Regions from separate parts of the Mus musculus genome. Here regions 2, 3, 4, 5 and 6 are each linked to region 1. The links are chromatin contacts, called in public promoter capture Hi-C maps. All regions are on one chromosome and are shown on one strand. Each heading gives the region's core, a stretch centred on a gene start, on an enhancer-like site or on the middle of the called end of the contact. The rest is flanking DNA. Distances are from core to core; before and after follow the strand shown.

Region 1 (2,700 bases), core at 35-2,534:
AATGCTTGATAAATTAGACTTTTTACAATTACTCTTTTTGTGTGTGATGATGGGGGAGGGTGTCAAATTTGGAGCTTCTACTAGCTAAGCAAGCATTCTACCACACCCTCAGCCCTTATTTATTAGTTATTTGGCCGAGAAAGGAGTTTACTAAGTTATCCAGGTAGGCCTTGGCCTTCTGACTCTCCTAGATAGTTGCGACTACAACCCTGTTCTGCTAGGACTGGCTTACCCTAGTATTTTATGCTTCCAGCTTGTGGACATAGGCACAAAGATGGTATGCAGCTAAATGTTCAGGCTGCTCTGGTCATTAGAAAAACCAGCCCCACCCACACACCCACACTCATCCCCCCAGGCTCAAAGAACACGAATTTCTTAAAACATACGGAGTTAAACTTGGCCTAGTAAAGCTTTCTGCTAACATCACTGAGTGAATCAGTAGCCCAGCACCAAGGTACAGTCAGCTTCCAAAAAACATAGAGGTGGTGACGGTAGACGGGCCAACGGCTCACATGATGAATTGGTCCCAAACCCATCAGGCCTTACAACATCCTGGCACCTGCCAGTTTGCAGCTCTGGGTTTCAGGACCCTCCGTTGTCCTTTGTGATAGTGCCACCTAGTGGGAACGACGAGGTACTGCCGCAAACTTCAAGCCCCGTTCAGGATCAGTGCGACGAGGTGGGAAGAAGAATAGCAGGTAGGCGTGGGTGTCGTCTATGCAACCCCTAGCTTAGTACTCTGCACTCACACATAACGAAGCCCTGTGATTCTGTGGAGGAAGCCGCACCATCTGTCCCCTCAGACGTAGCTGACCAGCGACCATACTCGATACTTCAGTATCCCTGCACAGAGCCTTTGGGAACAGGCTAAAGAGGCCTCCCCGTCTTGTACAGTGCCATTGTTGTGATGGAGAAACTGAGGCTCCCCAGGAGCGTAGATAACCCAAGGTCACACACCATAGAGGAACCGCAGGGAGATCCAAGTCCGTTTCTCCGACCGTAGCGAAAGGCGCCTTCCCGCCGCAGACGCGGAGGCCGGTGACCCGGCCCGACGACCCCCATGGGAATACAGGACAGACACGGCCATGCGCCGCACGCGGGGGCCGCGGGACGCAAGCAGGAAGCCAGAGTCCCGCGCGGGGAGCCCCTGGGAACACAGGCACCGGCCACGTGACAAGAGACGCCGGCCATGTGACAGGGAAGCGCTGGCAAAGGCCCCCCGGTGCACGGTCACGCACGACGCACGTACACGCACGGAAGCGCTTCGAGCAGCGAGGCGAGGGCCTAGGGTCACATGTGGAGGGTGACAGGCGCGGGCCGGGGGGCGGGAAAGACGCGCGGATCACGTGCCGGGGGCCGGAGCTCAGAGGTCACGTGAGGCCGGAGGCGGGGCCGCCGCGGAGGGGGAGGGGCGCGCGGCTTCCGGCGGCCGTGGGGGGGGTGGGCCGGCGAGCGGAGGGGGCCTGTCCCGGAGGTGGCGGCGGCGCCATCTTGGCGAAGGGGGGATCAGGAAGTGCGGACCGCGGCGGCGGCGGAGCCCGGAGCGGAGGCCGGAGGCTCCCGGCCCGCCGGCCCCGGAGCGGAGCGGAGCGGAGGATGCAGCAGCCGCAGCCGCAGGGGCAGCAGCAGCCGGGGCCGGGGCAGCAACTGGGGGTCCAGGGGGCGGCGCCGGGGGCCGGGGGCGGCCCGGGAGGGGGCCCGGGGCCAGGGCCCTGCCTGAGGCGGGAGCTGAAGCTGCTCGAGTCCATCTTCCACCGCGGCCACGAGCGCTTCCGCATTGCCAGCGCCTGCCTGGACGAGCTGAGCTGCGAGTTCCTGCTGGCCGGAGCCGGAGGGGCCGGGGCCGGGGCTGCGCCCGGACCCCATCTCCCCTCCCGGGGATCGGTGCCGGGGGACCCCGTCCGCATCCACTGCAACATCACGGTGAGGACCTCGCTTGCGCCACGCTGGGGGTCCCTTGTCTGGTGATCGAAATCACACCATACAACCTCCTGCTCTCGAAGGACCCGGAGGCCAGAGCCCCCCTCTTGGTGCTTGGCTCCTTCTCTCCAGGCTACACTTGTTTCTTCAGCTTGAGGTTCTGTGGTGCAGTCACAGTCTCTACTGTTGACCCCTGAGAGCAAGGGACATCGGGACATGTGGCCCCTCAACCACCTCCTCCTATGAATCCACCCACACCTCAGGTTTTATGATTTTGGCTCCTTCTGCTTACTCCTCCACAACTTTACCATGTCACCTAGAAATGACCCATTCTTCTCCCCACCCCAACTCTAATAAGATTCCAGGCCTGTGCTGGAAGGACGTAGCCTGGAACTCAGCCCGGTTCCATAATGACCCTTCTCAGTAGTTCTTTCCACTTATATGTACCCACCTGTAGGCTCCCTGCCTAGGCATCCCTCGTACAACCCCTCTTTGCTCCCTGAATTTCACTAAAGAATAGTGCCGTTCATTGACCCCACGTTGGATCTCCTCTTACTAACTCTGGTGTAACTAACCTTTAATTCCTCTTTTTGCCTTGGCTCGTAGCAGCTTTGCCACTTCCTCCCCACTCCTGGGGTCACATCTGCTTATCCTAGGTGACTGTCACCTTTTCTGGTGGTGACAGCAATGTGTGTTTTGAGCGGCAGCAGTGCCATCGCTCCCCAGTAGGCATCGTTCCATCCTACCTATCCTTGGTCAGGAGGCATCTTCCATGCGTCC
Region 2 (2,700 bases), core at 33-2,532, 1.7 Mb before region 1:
TTGTTCCTTCACAACAATTAAGACACTATCCTAATATGGGCCTCACACAAATGATACACAGATGTGACCAGATAACTCTTTTGTTACAAAAGACTCCCGTTCTCTTGACATGGTCAGGGTAGTAGGATGATTTTCAGAATTCACCCATTGCATCTCTGTTTCTGCTATCATGGGTTTTGTTTTGTTTTGTTCTGTTTTGCTTTTTTAAAGATTCATTTTTAATTATGTGTTTCTGTGAGTGGGCCTGTGTATATGTTTATAGATACCAGCAGAGGCCATGGGTCCCCAGGAGTTGGAGTTTACAGGTACCTGTGAATACCCAACATGGATACTGTGCATCTTTTTTTGTTGTTGTTTTTGTTTTGTTTTGTTTTTCGAGACAGGGTTTCTCTGTATAGCCGTGGCTGTCCTGGAACTCACTTTGTAGACCAGGCTGGCCTCGAACTCAGAAATCCGTCTGCCTCTGCCTCCCGAGTGCTGGGATTAAAGGCATGTGTCACCACCCAACATGGATACTGGTAACTAGACTTGGATGCTCTTGAAGATCCCCCACTGTAATTTCTTTTCTTTTTAATTAATTGTTAAGGATGTAATTTTATATGTGTGTGTGCGTTGCCTGCATGTATGCATCTGCAGTTCAGAAGTTAGAAGGTGTTGGATCCTCTGGAATCCATATGGGTGCTGGGAACTCAATCTGAAACACTCTTAATGGGTTAGCTATCTCTTCTGCCCTCAGTGTATTTTCTTTATTATATCCTTTGCCGTAATTGCGTTCTAGATAACAAGCAAATGGCTATTCCCATATGGGGAGGCAATATGAAACGCTCTTTTCCCTTGTTTTTGGGCGGCCGGCCGGCCGCAGAAGCCTACAACTGCTGGTGGGAATGGTGTACTTGCAGCTCCGGTGCCCTGGACCCCTTTTCGTCTCCTCTTCTTGGAGCAAGTCTACATGCTCCTCCAAGTTAAGGGTCGAGTCTTAAGTGTTCTTGTGTTCCCAGTACGAAAGGGACAAGGTAGTGTGCAACCAGTGCTGATCCCGCTACGCAGAGCCTGAGTGTCCTTGCCTCAAGGGAGGCACTAACTCCGGAAAGCTCAGGATAGGGTCGGGGGTGGGGGTGGGGGTGGGGGACCCGAAACAGAGGTTAGGGCGGCGCATTGGCTTCCAACAACTGCAGGAAGGAAACTAGCACCCAGCCTGGAACTCAGTTTCCGTGGCAAACATCCAGGGGAGTGGCTACTGTCAGGACGTCTCTATGGTTTCTGCATCCTAGAAGGGCCAAAGTTCACTTCCGGGAAGATGGCTGCACCCAAGTCGGGTGTCACACGTGCTTCCACGGAGAGGACTGTACACTGACGGTAAGGAGCTTGCTTTCCCCAGGGGCGGGAGCAAGGGCGAAGATCGGAGAGTAGTTCCACCCTGCTGACTCTGTGGCTGCGGGGCTTGGATTTATAACCGGAGGAAAAGGCGGCGGCTGGTCCTCTAGGCTGCTGCAAACGGGTGGCTCTGGACATCCCTGGAAACTGGCTGGAAAGGAGACCGCGTCTCAGTGTACTTGCAGCCTTCGCAGATCAGGCTGCGTCTGCCCACGCCGGCCCATTGCAAGTGCGTTAAAAAACGATTCCTACTGTGTCACTCATTTCAGTCCAGAAACGCTGAACGATTCTCAAGGGCTGGGAAATAAAGCTTGCCTCCGCCTTCCGGGAAGTGTGGTTTTGAATTACTGTGATGAGAAATAGAATGTGGGGAAGGCTTACAGCAGAAGAAAGAAGCTGTAAAGGTACAAAGCAGTGAGTTGCTCATGAAATGCTTCACTACCAATCCTGGATCCACTACTTGCCAGTTGTTTGGTGTTCGAATTAGCAGTGTTCGATTTCTTCTTTGTAAATTAAGGCTAAGTAATACCTTCTTATAAGATGTTGGCAGGCATCAATGAGACAATCCATGTGAAGCAGTTAATAGCAGGTTCGTGGTGAGTCAATGCACTACAAGTGTGGGGTATGATTATTCTTACTGTTAAAATAGTCAGAAATAATTTGGTATTTATAATAAGTGGTATTTGCATGGTGACCTCAGCATCTAAATTTTACTTCTGTTTCCATTTCAAGAAGCAAGGTAGCACCTGGGAGAGAGGCAGGCCAGTGTAACCCAGGCTAGCCAGGCTAATTAGTAAGCCCTCAAAAACAAAAAAAATCCAAGAAGACCACTTCTTTTTTTTTTTTAATTTTTTTTTAATTAGGTATTTTCCTCGTTTACATTTTCAATGCTATCCCAAAGGTCCCCCATATCCACCCCCCCCAATTCCCTACCCACCCACTCCCCCTTTTTGGCCCTGGCGTTCCCCTGTACTGGGACATCTAAAGTTGGCAAGTCCAATGGGCCTCTCTTTCCAGTGATGGCCGACTAGGCCATCTTTTGATGCATATGCAGCTAGAGACAAGAGCTCCGGAGTACTGCTTAGTTCATATTGTTGTTCCACCTATAGGGTTGCAGATCCCTTTAGCTCCTTGGGTAATATCTCTAGCTCCTGCATTGGGGGCCGTGTGATCCATCCAATAGCTGACTGTGAGCATCCACTTCTGTGTTTGCTAGGCCCCGGCATAGTCTCACAAGAGAGAGCTATATCTGGGTCCTTTCAGCAAAATTTTGCTAGTGTGTGCAATGGTGTCAGCGTTTGGAAGCTGATTATGGGATGGATCCCT
Region 3 (2,700 bases), core at 201-2,700, 1.5 Mb before region 1:
GCTGAGGTTCTCTGCAAGAGCAATATACCCTCTAAGCCCACTGAGCCTTCCCTCCAGGCTGCCTCCCTTATGTGGTCCAGGGAGACTGAAGCCACTGAAAATCGCTATCCTCTTGACTCAGCCTCTGGAGTTTATTACAGGGGTGTGCTACCACACCAAACAAACAACTGTTCTGAAATTGTTAATTTTTCTCCAATTCCCTTCGGCAGTTTTTGTTAGTGCCTTTTCACTGCAGAAGACAAAGCATACCAAATACGAACTTTAAATCTATCACAAACATGTCATGACTCTTTGAGACTTCTGTTTAATTACTAGCCTTATTTTTTTTGTTGTTTTGTTTTGTCTTTTTCCTATATGGGGTGATCTGGCAAGAGGCTTGTCTCCAGTTTGAGATCAGCCTGGTCTTTACGACGAGTTTTAGGCCAGCCTTAGAACTCTGGTAAAGATAATACGGTAATTAAAAAAACAAAAACTCTAGTTTCTTTTGTCACTAACCAGTGACCAGGCTGGGGGGGAGGGGGCGAAGAAGACTCATAATACTGCAAGAAACACGACTTAGGATATTCGGGGGAAATGTGAGCGATCCTCCTTTATGTCTTTTTGCCTTAGACTCAACGTATTTTTCTAAGAAGTAAGACATTAGGACAGGAGAGATAGCTCAACAGTTAAGAGCAATAGATGGTCCCGCAGACAGGGTTACTTCCTAGCACCCACGTGGCGGTTCACAATCAATTCCAGTTCCAGAGGATCAGACTCCCGCTTGATCGCCTCTCACAAGTGGTGCACCTACATACGCACAGGCAAAACAACCATACACATAAAATAAAAAATAGGTACATCTAAAGAACAAGAATTTTCCTTCCTTTTCTTTAAAAAAGAAAACCAGCGCGTCTAGAGCAGTAAACCACAACTCCCAGCATGCTCCGGGGAGGCGGGGAGCCGAGTCGTTGCCTCCCCGCCCCGTAGGACAACTTCCACTTTTACACTGCCTCAATCTCTCGGGCCACGACGGGTATTTCTGGCTCCTCTACTCCTCCCTACCGCTAAGGCTGAAATAAAAAGTAGAGAACTATCATGCCTTCCTTGGCCTTCACGGTCGGACGAGAACCGATGGACAAAACAGAGCTTCATGATCTTACCTACAGCATTAATCCAAAGCCTCCACCCCAGCACCCACCCTCTAGTGGGTACTCATGCGCTGTAGCGAGCCAGCTAACTGCCCGTGCTTTGGCGCTTGCGCAGACATTCTGGCCGCACGCGGCCGGGAGCGGCCACGCCAGTGCGCAAGCGCTTGCGTCTCCCAGTCCCCTACATCATGCCCTCTCTATCTAACTTGCCTTGCCTTTCTTGCGTAGAGGGCGGGGCTAATACTGTCGATTGGCCTATGTTTTTGTCAATCAATAAAATGAGTTTGGTGATTGGCGGCACTTCAGAGGTTAGCAGGTTTCTGTGTCATTCCTGAGGAGGCAGCGTTTTCTTCGCTGCTCTTCTCTCCAGAAGGTTCTGCCGATTCCCCCCAGCTCTGGAGAGTCGGCTCTGCGTCGTGCCGCCATGATGGGCCACCGTCCAGTGCTCGTGCTCAGTGAGTTCAGGGAAGGGATGTCTCTCTCCGCCCCTCTCTCCCCAAGCTGGCCAGTGTTGCCCAGCTCCGTCCCGCCATGACTCGGCCCTCGTGCCTTCCAGTGGTCTTTTCGCCTTGGACCAAGCTCCTTCCCCACTTTTCTTCTCTTGCCTCTCCTGTCGCCTTCTTTTGACAAAATGACTTTCCGCTCTCGGAGTCGCTAGTCTTTACGTGTGCTTCATCCTATTCGCGTTCGGTTCTTTAGTCGCCACCCTCCACGCCCCCGTGTCCTTTACAGCATGATTTCCGTGTAGATAGTAATGATGGTTCTTAACGGTAGGCCTTGCTTCCTATGCTCGGTCCATCCCTCCGTAGAGGCGTGACTTAACGGCAACTCGCTTGATTGATACTTTAGCATCAGTATTTAGGAGGCTGTAGTAGAGTTGTTAAGTTGATAAGTAAAAGCTGCCTTTACCGGCAGATCGAATCGGAAGTGGCATCTTTTCAGTAGCGGTCATTCAGCAACCCTTGTTCGGAAATGACATTCCTGGCGTTCCCGATCTTGGATGTGATCTTTCCCACCAGCCAGTTCTCCCAAATTCCTTTCCTGGTTTTCTTTCCTCTTTAGGGAACGCCACTCATCTCAGTAAAGAGCACCAGTTCCTTGTCAGTTACCTGAGCTATTGAGAATAACTCAGTAAGCCTGGGTCAAAGTTAAACATAGTAAAGAGAAAAACAGATTTAGTCTGGCCACACTGGGAGGAGAGACAAAGGTGTTCAGTGACACTACCTCTCCTACACACTCGTAGACGAGTCCATGAGGTTTTAAGCAGCAGGCCAGATTTGTAAGAAGTCATTATTTTCTGCTCTAGTCTCCTGAGAGAAGTTTACCTACAGGGTGGCTCTCAGGCTTTAGTCTTTTTCCTGTTCTATCGTGAGATTCCTTGGCTTGTGATTGATATTTTGTTTGTTTTCGTCTGTGTATGGCACCAAGATTCCCTGGAATTGGAGTTACAGGCAGTTGTGAGCCACCTTGAGGGGCTGGGAATTGAAGCTGAACCATCTTTCCAGCCTCACAAGCAGACTTTCTTGGTCACTAATCTTTGAGACTCTGTGGCTCCTCTTCCCGGGGATGTTGT
Region 4 (2,700 bases), core at 99-2,598, 1.4 Mb before region 1:
ATGAAGAGCACTGACTTCTTCCAGAGGACCCAAGGTTTGATTCCCATCATCTCCATGGTAGCTCACAGCCATCTGTAACTCCAGCCTCAGAGGATCTGACATCCTCTTCTGGTCTCTGAGGACACCAGACACAGACAGACATACAGGCAAAATACTTTACATGTTAAGATTTTAGGAAAAACAGGCTGGTTGTGGTGCTCATGCCTTTAATTCCAGCAGAGGAGGTAGAGGCAGGCAGGTGGATCTTTAATAGTTCAAGGCCGGCCTGGTATGTATAAAGAGTTCCTGGACAGCCAGTCCCTGCCTACTTGGTAATCTAATAAATGAAATGCATTTACCTGCTGAACATCTCATGCCCCAGACCTTGAATTTCTGGTCTTCCTCTTCTCACCTCTTGGCTGGAATTAGGGTGTCTTGGTCCCCTTGTAGAAACAAGCCTCCATTCCTGTTTGGTTCTGTTTTCTGAGACTACCATACCTAAGGATTCTTTTATTATTCTTTTACTTTTTTTGTTTGTGTTTTTGTCTTTGTTTTTTCAAGACAGGGTTTCTCTGTGTAACCCTGGTGTCCTAGCACTCACTTTTCTCAAACTCAGAAATCCGCCTGCCTCTGCCTCCCAAGTGCTGTGATCAAAGGTGTGCGCCACCACCGCCCGGCATTCTTTTACATTTTACTGCACTTGTTTTATGTGAGCAATGCACAGAATGCATGTGTAAATCAGGTTACAGCTTCTGGCAATTATTTTTCTCCTTCTACCGCGTTGGTCCTGAATATATATCCAACTCATGTTCAGTTTAGAGCAAATGCTGAGGCATCTTGCTGACCCCCAAGGGTTCTTTTATATCCAATTCCTCTCTATATCTTTCCTTTTTTGTTTTGAAGATTTTTTTTTATTATTATATCTAAGTACACTGTAGCTGTCTTTAGCTGCACCAGAAGAGGACGTCAGGTCTCATTACGGATGGTTGTGAGCCACCATGTGGTTGGTGGGATTTGAACTCAGGACCTTCGGAAAAGCAGTCAGTGCTCTTAACCACTGAGCCATCTCTCCAGCCCTCTCTATATCTTTCTAGCACAGAGCAGTAACATACAAATTACTCTGTTAAATTGTGTGGAAATTTTAATCTGGGTTTATTCACCAGAGGTGATGTAGGTGGGGCCGGTAGGGTGTCTGCAGTAAGGTAGGAGTATGTTTGCACAGCTAGTCTAGGATGCCTAGGCCAACCTGTTGATGATAAAATACCTGTTCACCTTGAGCTTTCGGGAGGCTATTCCAACTTAAACAGATCTGGGTTAATAGAAGCGGCCCCTTTAAGAACTTTGTTGGCCCGCCCTCAAAAGGGATCAGCAGGAAAGGAGTCATGTGACTCTGAGGCTCTTCCGCTGAGTTTAACTAGCTGTGGCTGTATGTTTCGCTGTTGGGGACCTCACTGGGGCTGGGTCCCCTGTGCCCCTACCCCATGGCTCCTTTTGAGTCTACTTGTGTGTTCAGCTCCATTTGGCCTGCAGGGAGAAGAGACTCGCCAGGTAAGGGCTCTGGAACTGAAGTTATAGATGTTTCCGGAAATCCTACCTTTCTAGGATGACCGGAATCTGGGACAACAGAGGGGTGGAAGGTGGATGCAAGAGAGATAACAACCCAGAGAGCTCAGTGTGGAGTCACGAGTGATTGGAAGAATTGTGGAGGGGTCAGGCATGACTGCGTCCTGCTTTCTGACGATGTCTGAGCCATGGCTCAGCCATTGTAGCCCAGGAACAGGCAAGTTTGGGGACTTAAAAGCCTTGTTAGCTCTGAGCCCTCTGAGTAATCCTGGATCCACCCTATGTTCTCAACCCTACATCTGCCCCTGATTCCAAGTTCCCCTCAGTTTCTACATTTCCCTCTTGCCTGGTCCTCAAGAGCCCTTGCATTGCCCAGGTCCTGTCCTCCACCTACAAGCTGCAGCTTTGCCTGTGAGCATACCTGATCTTGCTCCTTCCGCCCCACTACCCCGTGTTCCAGGTATCTATGGAGGTTATTTCCGGCTGGCCAAATCCACAGAACCTGCTTCATATTCGGGCAGTGGGCAGCAACTCCACCCTGCACTATGTGTGGAGCAGCCTGGGGCCTCCAGCTGTGGTGCTGGTGGCCACTAACACCACTCAGAGTGTCCTGAGTGTCAACTGGAGTCTCCTGCTGTCTCCCGATCCTGCTGGGGCCCTGATGGTGCTCCCCAAGAGCAGCATACAGTTTTCTTCTGCTCTCGTCTTCACCAGGGTGAGGGTCTGAAGGAGCCCAGAGAGAAGATCACAAGAAGAGAGTCCATCCTACCCCCAGGGCGAGGGACGGGTTTAGCCCAGGGTGGGTGAAGTGAATGCAGTTTTGGGTGGGGTGACTGGGAGGGATATTCAAGAGAAAGCCAGAGGGAGGCAAGCCTCTTCCACTCTACCCTGTCCCCAGCTGCTTGAGTTTGACAGCACCAATGCGTCCGAGGGGGCACAGCCTCCAGGAAAGCCATACCCTCCGTACTCCTTGGCCAAGTTCTCCTGGAACAATATCACCAACTCATTGGATCTTGCCAACCTGAGTGCCGATTTTCAAGGCCGCCCTGTAGATGATCCTACTGGAGCATTCGCCAATGGCAGCCTGACCTTCAAGGTGAGGCTATGGGGAAGGAACTGGAAATGACTGATGAGGGTGGGAGTATCTGTCCCTCAAGC
Region 5 (2,700 bases), core at 75-2,574, 1.5 Mb before region 1:
TAGCCCTTTATGTCCCCATTGCTGGGAAAGGGCAGGGTGAGGTGGGGACAGCCTGTCAACAGCTCAGCGGCAGAAAGTGGGTTTAATAGCCTTGTTGCTTTTTGCATGCCCTTCAAACAGACATTTTCCCTCACTCCTTTTTGGTGTTTGTTTGTTTGTTTGTTTGTTCGTTTGAGACAGAGTTTTGTTAGCTCAATCTGGTCTCAGATTCACAGTGTGGCTGAGGCTGGTTTTGAACTCCAGATCATCCCTCCTCCACTACTGGAGCACTGAGATTACAGGCACAAACCATCACCCCCAGCTTCTTCCTGGCACTTGGATGAGGAACTGGAACTAGAGAAGGTTGACTTGGGCATTAGAGGGAGGGGCAGTGTGCTTGGTCCCAGATGTCCAGTGCCTCAGTTACAACCTCGAAGGAAATGCTCTGTCTCCATGAGGGGGTTAACTCCCTGTCCAGAACCTTGTCAGGAGGCAAATGGTCAGTGGTCAAGTTTATGATGTGTAAGCGCTATTCTAGCTGTGCGATCCTTGGTGGGTGATAATGGGCACCCCGCAGCCACCTTAAACTGTGAGATGAGATAATAGTGCAGCACCGAGCACAGCCCTAGCCCGCCTCACACTGGCCTTGAAACTGGCAAATGGGTCCAGGGTCCTCTCACTCTCAAACCTGGAGTGTTTGTGCTGAAACCAATCTTCGACGCCTGAACATGTGGGAATTTCACACCTAGTTCTCCCTCGTCTCCTCTGGCACCCTACCTGGCAGTCCCACCAAGATTCTCTTTCCTGTGGTCAAGCTGGACTCCTAGACAAAGTCAAATTAGCCCCAACGGAAGGTGAGACAGTAGCTAACACTGGGGCCACTTACAACTGGATTGAAGCCCCAGCTCCCCTTACTGTCTGACCCTGACTCTGACTGAGCCTTACCTCTCCTCAGCCTGAGATAGAGCATGTGCCATCCCCAGCAGTGCCTGGAACAAGAGGGACACTAGAGAAAGGGGACTATTTTAAAGCCCCGGCAGTCATCTTGGTGGCAGGAGTACCCATCAACGCCCTTCCCTACACACCCGGGACTTAGAGGCTTTGCTTCCCACGCCCTCGCCCGCACTCACTTGGGTAGCGAAAGTAAAACTCGTTGTCCACGTTACTGTGGTTGCCCCAGTGCCACAGGGCAGCGTCGGTTTCGTGGTTGTACCGGACAAAGATAGCAAAGAGGAGGGCAGTGGCGCCTTGGAAGAGCAGGCACAGCAGCGGCAGGACCAGGCGCCGGTGGCGGGGAACGCGGGCCATGAACGCGGCTGTGTTCTCCCGGTCTCCGGCAGGGCAGTGCCGGCCAAGCTGACTCCTGCCACCGCAAAGGTGAGGCCCCGCCCCCCGGAGGCCGTGCTGCTCCTTGGGGAGCCCCACCCCTCAGCTCGAGGTTGGCAGGGATTAGCCCCGCAGGTCAGGTCCTGTTTCCCATGGCCCCGCTGAGGCACCGGTGATGTGTGAGCTTCCCCAACTGTGCCCCAGCTGCCAGAGGGTGGAGAGAGGGGGAAAGGTACTCGCCCCTTTAAACCTGGTGTGAGAGATTGGCATCCAAGAAGCTAGTATCCTTTAAAGGTCCTACCTGGTTTCCCTCGGTTAATAGGAAGGAATCGGATTAATGCTGAGATCTTCCGTTGCCTGGCTGTAGAGATAAACCAGATGGCCCCTCTCAGAAGCAGTTGCCTCTACCACTCTACCACCTTTGTTGTTGTTGTTGTTGTTGTTAAAGATGTATTTAGTTATTTTATGAGTACACTGCCATTCTTTTTAGACACACCAGAAGAGATCATCAGATCCCATTACAGATGGTTGTGAGCCATCAAGTGGTTGCTGGGAATTGAACTCAGGACCTCTGGAAGAGCAGTGGGTGCTCTTAACTGCTGAGCCATCTCTCGGGCCCCAGCCTCTACCACCTTAAGTTGAGCTGAGATTACAGCTCCAACAGCCATGGTCCCTGAAGGACTCTAGCCGGTAGGGACACTGGTACTCTTGGTTCTGAAACCTGCAGTCCACAGGTGCAGGGACAGTAGGATAGCTTGCTAACCCTCTGCTCATTGTCCAGTTCTTCCACTGTCTCAGCAGGGACCTGAGCCTCTGCCCCTGCCTTTTTTGTGGACTTGGGAGGACACCTGGATTCTAGCTGTCTGGTTTCCTGTGCCAAGGGTCCAGCCAGGCACATGAAAGACCAGAGATCAGCCTCTGGTGACACAGCTCCCAGCTGGTCCATGTGGGCCCTGTCCAGAGACTCTCCATCACTCTTCAGTCAGCAGGAAGGTTAAGCATAAAGACTCAGCATCTATGGGTCACCCCCTGCGGGGGCCATCTCCTGTCCCAGGTGTGACTCCTGAGCCCTGCTTGGTGTCAGTAGTTGCTTGGGTGGTTCCAGCAGGTCTGGGAGGAAGAGCCTTCTATACCCCCAGAACTAGAGAAAGGGGAAGAGAGAGCTGTGGTCTGATTTTAACCTCCTCTTAACTCCATACCTCCCTTCATCTACAACTCCTCCAGGGCCTGACTTCCCCCTTTTCTCTTCTTCATTCATTCACTCAATAAATACTCATGTAGTGTCTACCCTGGGCTAGGTCCTAGGGTTGGAACCAGATAGTCTAGTACAAGGATATAACGGGCTTAGGCCCTGAAGGTCCCAGCCTAGCAGATGTTAGCTCTTCAATCGCTGAG
Region 6 (2,700 bases), core at 108-2,607, 1.6 Mb before region 1:
ATGGGCCTCTCCAGTGATGGCCGACTAGGCCATCTTTTGATACATATGCAGCTAGAGTCAAGAGCTCCGGGGTACTGGTTAGTTCATAATGTTGTTCCACCTATAGGGTTGCAGATCCCTTTAGCTCCTTGGGTACTTTCTCTAGCTCCTCCATTGGGAGCCCTGTGATCCATCCATTAGCTGACTGTGAGCATCCACTTCTGTGTTTGCTAGGCCCCGGCATAGTCTCACAAGAGACAGCTACATCTGGGTCCTTTCAATAAAATCTTGCTAGTGTATGCAATGGTGTGGATTTTATTTTCTTGTGTGTGTGTGCATGAGTGTCCCTGGAGGCTGGAGCAGGGCATCAAGTTTATTGGAGCTAATGTTACAGGCAGTTGTGAGATGTTGGCATGGGTGCTAGAACCAATTCAGGTCAGCAAACATTTTTTGTTGTTTATGTGCATTGATGTTTTGCTTGCATGTCTGTCTATGTAAGGACAGTTGTGAGCTGCCATGTGGGTGCTGAGAATGGAACACAGGTCCTCTGGAGGAGCAGTCAATGCTCTTAACCACTGACTCCCCCAGCAAACATTCTTATACAACACCCCTCTGGTCTCCTCAGGACACATGTGTACATACACATTTTTTTTTAATAAAAAATACTCCCAAGTTGCAACTTTTTGAAGCTGATCTCTTTTTTAGCTGAAGGACGAGTTCCTCGAGTATTGCCATATAAAATAGAACTAGGGTGTGGGTCTCTTGGACTCAGCTATCAAGGTCAGTGGTTCTTAGGAGCAATCAGTGCTGTCTAACTGTTCATGCCACGAGGCCAGTGGTTATTTTGGTCTGACTCATCCTTTAGTCCCATGGGCTATCTTTTCCAGCCTTGTGATTGTGTGGGAACTTGTTCAAGGATCAGCAGATGTGGAAGGGACCCAGGCGATCTCATCTCAGGCTCTGGACCTGAATGTTTGCAGCCTGAAATCACTCACTACCTGGACGAAGAGCAAATCCACTTTCCTGTCCTGTTTCAGACTTGGGTCTCAAATAGAAGAGGTAGCCTTAGCATAGTTTACAGGTCCCCCCCCCCCCCCCCCGTTCTAGCCACCCAGCCTAGCGAAGTTCCTTGGTAGTTTGCAGCAGGTCAGTTCCGGCCTCTCGGGTGAGTCAGATTTACCCCTTAGCCTCGTATTGGCTCAGCTCCACCTCTCGGTGTCTGTCCAGTCTCGGGGAGCGTCTCCACCCTCACAGGATAGCGGCCCAGGACTACTCCTATTTAGGACATGAGCTGCCACGTGCCCAAAGCATGCTGGGTGCCCCTGGGGAGGGGAAGACCCGCAGGACGCCGGATCACGCGCCCGTTACGCACCGCCCCCACGTGACCCGCGGTGTGTTCCGGAGATGAATTGCTTCCGGGTTTCAAAGTAACCCTCCACTCTAAGGCGAAAGGGGGCGGGTATAGAAGGTAGGCTGTAGAGTCGCCTAACATCCATTTCCGTACGTTCTGCCCCACTCCCCCAAGGTGTCGCTGAGACCCTTGACTGCGTCTCCGGGGCTTAGCAGGTGGCAGAGCACGCTCCGGAGCCTCTCGTAAAGTTCCGCCGCGCGTGGAACAAAGGCCTTCAAGCCACGCCCGGCGCCGCCTGCTACTCAGGGGGAAGTAGGTAACTAGGCTCACTCCATTGGCCCTTCGGGTGAGTGATGGAAGCACCGGCCAACCGCTGCCTGCACAAGATGCGTGCGTAGTACTCAGAAGGTTCAGCAAGGGTGAAACTACGTGAAGCTCTAGTTTTGGGCAGTTTCTCTGGGGCTCTGAGGAGGTGCGCATGCGTAAAACCCCCATCGTCAACTTCCTGCACAAATTGAGAATTAGCACCCTCAGCCTTGGCAATTTTACTGAGATTGACAGCACTGCGTAAGATCTGGCATTGCCTGGGCGTTCCAGAAGGAGAATCCGACAGGCGAATGCAACGATTTGTCATTGTCAAAACTGTTAACCACAAAGTCCACGCCGAAAAACTGCGTGATTGAATTATTTAAAAAAGGGGGCTGGAGAGATGGCTCAGTGGTTAAGAGCACTGATTGCTCTTCCGAAGGTCCTGAGTTCAAATCCCAGCAACCACATGGTGGCTCACAACCATCTGTAATGAGATCTGATGCCAGTCCAGGGTGTCTGAAGACAGCTGCAGTGTAGTTACATATAATAAATAAATAAATAAATAAATAAATAAATGAATGGTGTAGTTACATATAATAAATAAATAAACAAACAAATAAATATTTAAAAAAGAAAAAAATCGCGGGGCTGGGGATGTAGCTCCGAGCCCGGAGTTCTGCTGGAGTTCGACCTGGTGTGTGCATATAGGATTAGAAGTTCAAGGCTATCCCGAAATATAAGAGACTCTGGTCTAAAAAAAAAAAAAAAAAAAAAAAAGAGCCACAAATGATTTTGTTTGGAGAAGTAGTCACAGATGCCGTCCACTTTAATGGGCCACAGGTTGGACACGCCTTGCTCTATTTTCCTGTCTTCTGGCGGTAAGATTATAGTGCGAATAGCCTGAGAGCTATTGGCCTGAATCTGTGCAGACACCTTGCTACAGTAGTAAGAATATTTATTTAGAGAGGTTTCACAGTTTGTCTTATACTCTTTCACTCAAGAGGTCCTCACATAACCCTTCTATTGGGATGGAGGTATAGCTTAGTTTAATGGTAGAGCAC

Evidence for each region. Promoter capture Hi-C pulls out the DNA fragments that hold promoters and counts their contacts. Capture Hi-C pulls out chosen DNA fragments and counts their contacts.
Region 2: a promoter capture Hi-C map of pre-B cells shows a contact between it and region 1, with 3 times the contacts expected there. The contact joins the promoter of Gpatch4 here to the promoter of 4632404H12Rik in region 1. A contact is called at or near these places in 3 of 39 promoter capture datasets (hematopoietic stem and progenitor cells, liver and pre-B cells), 1 of 484 Hi-C or Micro-C datasets (B cells) and 1 of 115 datasets of contacts at active chromatin or transcription factors (thymic regulatory T cells).
Region 3: a promoter capture Hi-C map of liver shows a contact between it and region 1, with 24 times the contacts expected there. The contact joins the promoter of Cct3 here to the promoter of 4632404H12Rik in region 1. A contact is called at or near these places in 3 of 39 promoter capture datasets (liver and pre-B cells), 2 of 115 datasets of contacts at active chromatin or transcription factors (bone marrow-derived dendritic cells and pancreatic cancer cells) and 2 of 9 other capture datasets (adipose tissue and liver).
Region 4: a promoter capture Hi-C map of liver shows a contact between it and region 1, with 7 times the contacts expected there. The contact joins the promoter of Glmp here to the promoter of 4632404H12Rik in region 1. A contact is called at or near these places in 3 of 39 promoter capture datasets (liver and pre-B cells), 1 of 115 datasets of contacts at active chromatin or transcription factors (thymic regulatory T cells) and 1 of 9 other capture datasets (liver).
Region 5: a promoter capture Hi-C map of liver shows a contact between it and region 1, with 6 times the contacts expected there. The contact joins the promoter of Rhbg here to the promoter of 4632404H12Rik in region 1. A contact is called at or near these places in 2 of 39 promoter capture datasets (both in liver).
Region 6: a promoter capture Hi-C map of liver shows a contact between it and region 1, with 4 times the contacts expected there. The contact joins the promoter of 1700113A16Rik here to the promoter of 4632404H12Rik in region 1. A contact is called at or near these places in 2 of 39 promoter capture datasets (liver and pre-B cells) and 1 of 9 other capture datasets (liver).

Annotation. Positions count from the first base shown.
Region 1 is chr3:89,772,116-89,774,815 of GRCm38.p6, forward strand. It overlaps 4632404H12Rik (RIKEN cDNA 4632404H12 gene), which reads right to left and starts at 1,285. Exons shown (of 2, transcript NR_130957.1): 1 at 387-1,285. Ube2q1 (ubiquitin-conjugating enzyme E2Q family member 1) reads left to right here and starts at 1,494. Exons shown (of 13, transcript NM_027315.4): 1 at 1,494-1,923. The coding sequence starts at 1,597.
Region 2 is chr3:88,041,824-88,044,523 of GRCm38.p6, forward strand. Gpatch4 (G patch domain containing 4) reads left to right here and starts at 1,283. Exons shown (of 8, transcript NM_001110809.2): 1 at 1,283-1,356.
Region 3 is chr3:88,295,685-88,298,384 of GRCm38.p6, forward strand. It overlaps Cct3 (chaperonin containing Tcp1, subunit 3 (gamma)), which reads left to right and starts at 1,451. Exons shown (of 14, transcript NM_009836.1): 1 at 1,451-1,582. The coding sequence starts at 1,552. It overlaps Tsacc (TSSK6 activating co-chaperone), which reads right to left and starts at 1,315. Exons shown (of 4, transcript NM_001357024.1): 1 at 1,140-1,315.
Region 4 is chr3:88,323,675-88,326,374 of GRCm38.p6, forward strand. Glmp (glycosylated lysosomal membrane protein) reads left to right here and starts at 1,349. Exons shown (of 6, transcript NM_020003.1): 1 at 1,349-1,527; 2 at 2,003-2,257; 3 at 2,441-2,638. The coding sequence starts at 1,408.
Region 5 is chr3:88,253,360-88,256,059 of GRCm38.p6, forward strand. Rhbg (Rhesus blood group-associated B glycoprotein) reads right to left here and starts at 1,325. Exons shown (of 10, transcript NM_021375.3): 1 at 1,110-1,325. The coding sequence starts at 1,287.
Region 6 is chr3:88,176,428-88,179,127 of GRCm38.p6, forward strand. 1700113A16Rik (RIKEN cDNA 1700113A16 gene) reads right to left here and starts at 1,358. Exons shown (of 3, transcript NR_045997.1): 1 at 1,160-1,358.